2 separate regions of the Hordeum vulgare genome follow, and region 1 is linked to region 2. Evidence: chromatin contacts called from public Hi-C data. All regions are on one chromosome and are shown on one strand. Each heading gives the region's core, a stretch centred on a gene start, on an enhancer-like site or on the middle of the called end of the contact. The rest is flanking DNA. Distances are from core to core; before and after follow the strand shown.

What was found. Hi-C and Micro-C count contacts between places; a contact is called where the count stands out from the background.
Region 1: a Hi-C map of leaf shows a contact between it and region 2, with 5 times the contacts expected there. The contact joins the promoter of LOC123404756 here to the promoter of LOC123402428 in region 2. A contact is called at or near these places in 4 of 6 Hi-C or Micro-C datasets (leaf and seedling).

Annotation. Positions count from the first base shown.
Region 1 is chr6H:492,501,727-492,504,426 of MorexV3_pseudomolecules_assembly, reverse strand. LOC123404756 (probable potassium transporter 16) reads right to left here and starts at 1,362. Exons shown (of 10, transcript XM_045098700.1): 1 at 1,057-1,362. The coding sequence starts at 1,200.
Region 2 is chr6H:492,327,925-492,330,624 of MorexV3_pseudomolecules_assembly, reverse strand. It overlaps LOC123402428 (mediator of RNA polymerase II transcription subunit 23), which reads left to right and starts at 1,392. Exons shown (of 21, transcript XM_045096352.1): 1 at 1,392-1,689; 2 at 1,788-1,831; 3 at 2,122-2,221; 4 at 2,304-2,700. The coding sequence starts at 1,549.

The sequences.
Region 1 (2,700 bases), core at 113-2,612, 170 kb before region 2:
TAAGTATAAAGCTTGGACTTTAGATCAAAGATATTAAAGATTCTTCTATGCATGCATATGCAGGTGCATATACTACACTAAACAACAACTTGACACCCGAGCAGAGACCAACTTGATAGGTAGGAGTAACATTTACAGTATCAAGCTTGGACTTGGATCGATCCACATGTCAATTCTTCTACTACCTAGTAATAGAAGCTAGAGTATGCACATGCAGGTGCAGGTTGTGTATAATATAATAATATAAAGAACAACAACTTGATTAGTCTGCCCGAATAGTCTAAGTGGTGGAAAACAACGGACGGCAACTCTGAGAAATCTCCTTGCTCCCTTTACAACGTCCAACAGTAGTAGGAACGCGCTATATGCTTCATCTCCACGTACCACACGATGCTCGGTGACACGCCCGCTCGTTCCTCCTCCATCCAGCACCGGAGACGACAGTGTGATAGGAACATTTACAGTGTCATGCATATGCATACTGAGTCTGCATGCCCGGCCGAGTACGGAGTCCAAGTGGTGGAAAACAACGGTACGGTAGGTCTGACAAATCCCGTTACTTACTAGTTCAACAACGTCGAACAAATCCCGTTACTTACTAGTTCTACAACGTCGAACAGCGGTAGGATTGGGAACGTGCTGCCTATCTCTACGTAGCAATAGCACCATGCTCGATCGGTCACACGCTATCTTCTCCTCCTCCCAGCTGCTTCAGCTCCGGCGCGGAGGCAGGAACACGGTGGTGGTGCCGTTCATACGTCGTAGGTTCAGTTACGTACGTACGACATAACCGCGCGACAAGGAGGAGAGAATGCTAGCTTAATCTGACGGAGCAGCGTCAGCGGAGGGAGAAACCACAGCCCACAGTGGGTGCTGCCGCCATTCGCCGTCAGGTTAGGGAGGCGGAAGCCACGGCGCTAGGCGGACACGGTGACCATGGCACCATGCAGTCCGAGTGGCCATGGCGCGGCGATGAACATAGATACTACTGAGGTAGGATAACAACGCGCCAGCAAGTCCTACCAACGGCGTCGCCAAGCATGCATGCATGCATACCTGTCCATGGTGGCCGCCGTGGGCGGGCCTGGTGGCGTCGCGGTAGAGCGAGTCCTGCCGCGGCACGTCCGCCGGCGGCACCTCGACGTCGCCGCCGCTGTGCGGCACGATCTCCAGGCTGCTCCTCGCGCTGCCCATCGCCATCGATCTCTCCTCCACAGCACAGCCGCTCCTCCGCTCGACGTCCTACGCGCCGCTACTTATAACGGCCTTTATCTGCTGCTTTTTGCTCTGATCTGCTTACGTCCCGGCGGAGCTCATCCCGTTCCGAGCTGCTTATAACGCCCTTTATAAGCGCAGGCAGCCGCGCCGGGAGAGGTTGGGTTGGGTTGTGGGCTACTCGACTGACTTCTCGTTACTGACCACTTGATAGTTGTTACCGATCGACTTGTCTCGTTAATTCGCTGGCTGCTTTTGCTTGCTTGCTTGCTTGCTGCAACAGTTTACCAGTGGATCCATCACGCACGTCGGTCCATCGTCAATCTTGACTTGCTCAACGACTCATTAATTTTGGACGGAAAGTCGCCAATGGCGTTGTACCGGCCGACGCGCGCGACGTGGCGCTATAAAAATAGCGGGAATAGTAGCTCCTCTCGATCTAGACTGGAATCACGCGTGCGGCGTGCCCTTGCGCTCCCGTTGGATCAGAAAATCTGCTGTTCACATGTGTTATACGTACATTTTATTTTACTAGTAATAATCAGGAGCGTGGATGAGGGTCCGAAACTGAATTTCGTCATGCCTTCCGTTTCGAGGAGACGAAAACGATGGTCCTGCGTGTACCATGGGCTGCTAGCTTGCTAAAAGCCGCCGCTTATGTTTGTGGCAAGTCAAAATAAAACTGTTTGCGACCTGTGGCTTGGTAGGACTTCGAAATGTGACAATTGACGTATGTGCTTATGTTTTTCTGTGGTTTGTTAAAGGTTTGTAAAAGAAAAAGTCGAAAAAATAAAATTGACTTCAAACAAAACTTATATACTTTGACCAACCAAGATGACAAACTAACAACAAAGGTAAGAAATGGCAAAAAAAAACATGTTTGAACGGCTTACAGCCTAACGTGTTGTAGCCAAAGAAAAAAGAAATAGGACAAACTGAAAACTACACCACCAGAAGGGAGGGGAAGATAAATAAAGCAGATACTGACACTACTAGAAAAAACGCAATCTCTAGATATAGATTGACTTATCACACATTTAACCTGAAAAAAGGTCAGTAACTTCAATTTCATCTTACCTTCCGTTTAAAGAAAAAAAATATTATCTTTTGTGTACCATGGATTAAGCCGCCACTTACATATGTGAAAGTCAATCTATATCTAGAAATGTTCCAGACACTGTTGCGACTTGTGGCTTGATACGACCTTTAACGGTGATAAGATTTTACGTGAAAACAATATCATTAGATTCACATTGAAATATATTTTCATATGATGCATGCTTGGTATTGTAGATGCTCATATATTTTTTTCGATAATTTTAATCAAAATTGATCAAATTGGACTTAACTTATATGTACTTTAAATTTCACAGAGAGAAAAAAATATAGTCCAGTTAGAGGCGTGGCATAAGTGTTAACCACATACCGGTGGGATAGTACGTGCCGGGACATATAAATGAAATGAAGCGCTGACACAGAACAATA
Region 2 (2,700 bases), core at 143-2,642:
GTTTCAGTTTTTTAGGGAATTTATAGGCGGAAGAAGTAGGGTAAAGGAGCCAGCGGGGGGCACAAGCCTGCTAGGTGCGCCCCCCTCCCAGGCCGCGCCTAGGGGGCTTGTGGCCTCCCCCGGAGTCCTTTGCCTTGGTTCTCAAGTTCCCTGCGTATCTTCTGTTACGGAAAAAATCATTCCGAAGATTTTATTCCGTTTGGACTCCGTTTAATATTCTTATGTGAAAAGGGTCAAAAACACGGAAAAAACAGGAACTGACACTTGGCACTGAGTTAATAGGTTAGTCCCAAATAAGATATAAAATGCATACAAAACATCCAAAGTTGACAAGATAATAACATGGAAACATAAAAAAATATATATACGTTGGAGACATATCAAGCTGCGACCCACAATCAAAGAAAAAAAAAGCTACATTAGTATTCTAGAAAAGCTACAACGGTGATGCACGAGAGCTGCAACCCGTGGTGCTGCGAGCACCAGTGACCGGAGGAAACAACTACAACCGACGACGCGAAAGCATCAATCGACTTCTGGAAAAGATGCAACCAACAATGAGAAAGCTTCAACCCGCTTGCGAAAAAGCTTCAACGAGAAATGGTGACTTGTGGCGAGGGCAGCCTCTGCTACAAGCGGCGAGCTTGACAACGATGGCGAGCGACAACAACATGAGCTATAAGAATAACGACTATACGTGGCCATATCTCGGCCCGGGCCGGGCCTAAAAAACCCATGATACAAAACCCAGGCCCGAGCCCGGCCCGGCCCGACCGTCGGGCCTAATTTTTGAGCCCAGGCCCGGCCCAACCCGACGTAGGTGTAAAATCAGATTTCATGGGTTCGGGCCCGGCCCGGCCCGAACCCGGGCTTGATTATCAGGCCTGAGCCCGGCAGGTGGACAAGGTCGGGTCGGGCCGGGCTGCCCATGACCGGATATAACGACGACTAGCAGCGAGGACGACCAACGAGGGTGACGACCAGTGATGAGGACGATCAACGAGGACGGCATACGAGAGGGGGCGACGGGAGAAGGACAGCTCGACGGAAGGAGCGTCGCCGCGCTTGGACGAGGACGGTCGACGAAGGGCTCGCGTTTGTTGGTTGAAGGTTGGGGATACGGGAGGAGATCTGACGATAAAGGATGACAATATCTGATAATCAAGATGCGACGGATTCATATTTAAACCGACACGTCAACATAGATCACTCGCCAAAAATAATTAAAGGAAAGAAAGAAAGCTGATAAAGCGGTAAACGAGGAGGAGAGTCACGGAGGAGGAAGAACGAGTGACAAGTCGTGTGGGAGGTCAACCCAGATTTTTACCTGTCAGTTGACACCTATCTGTTCCTCCAGCCTCTGCCCGAAGCAGCGGCTCTGATCAGGCTTCAAACCTCAGGGTTACACATCACGCCGTCCGTTCCATCTCTCTCCCCAAACGCGGCGGCACCAGGCTGCTTCCACTCTTTCTAAACCCTCACTCCTGACATTCCCCTCCCGGTCGGGGTCGGACAGCCGCACCACTCGCCGGCGACGCGTCGTCGGAGATGGACGGGGGCCACGGGCAGAGGCAGCCGCTGTCGCCGGCGATCTCGGCCACGGCGGTGCTGCCGCACCAGCGGCAGATGCAGCTCCTCCAGCACCCGGCGCGCCCGGCAATCGCCGATCTCTTCACCCTGTACCTCGGCGTGCGTGCCCATCCCTCCCCCCCCCCCCCCCCCCCAATCTTTCGCCCTATGCTCTCGCCAAACCCTAGTTCTGACCCTGCGTGCCCGTGGCCTTGCAGGTGAACTCGAAGCAGCGTGTCGAGGACCCGGCGAGGGAGACCTCGTAAGTTGCTTCCTCTCCTGTGGGCTTCAAATCGGGTCGGATTTCGTGCGTAGTACAGTATTGTTTGGTTGAGGTGGTATGATAGATGATATGGGATTATGTTTGTGCCGCTATTTGTTTTATTATTACTGCACATGGCGTTAGCTGAGCGAATGAAGATTATACCTTCTTCAGTTCCATATTATGCTGACAATTTTGAAGTAGCTCGTGCAACCCTGGTGTGGTAGCTGTCTTTCTTGTACATTGTCTTATAGCACCTGTCCTGTACTCTGACCATGCGGATTATTCAGGAACAAGCTGCAGAAGAGAGTGTCTGCTCATACCAGAGATCTGCCTCCCCGCGACGAGCAGTTCATTTCAGATTTTGAGGAGCTGTGCATGCCGTTTCCAGTAAGCAGAAGCATTACACGAATATTCATTTTGACCACAGGGCAAAAACAGAAGTAATTGATTATATTTCCCTTTTTCTTAGGACCAGGAGCAGTTACAGGCTGTCACGGAATCAGTTCTCATCTCATTTGTTCTGCAATGCAGTAGCCACGCTCCACAATCTCAGTTCCTGCTCTTTGCTACGCAGTGCCTCTGCGCTCGTGGCCACCTTAGATGGGACAGCCTCATTCCATCTCTACTTAGTGCAGTTTCCTCCGCCGAGGCACCAATGGGCCAAGGCGGTTCTGTGAGTGTTGGTGGCCCTGTGTCTTCTTCATCAGCTATTGCAGTGCCAAATGCTCCAAGCTTTCACGCTTCAAATCCTACGTCTCCCTTGTCAGCAATGAACACTATAGGATCTCCAACTCAATCTGGTATTGATCAACCTGTAGGGGCAAATGTGTCACCCATGAAGGCAGCTGAATTCTCTACTCTTGGGC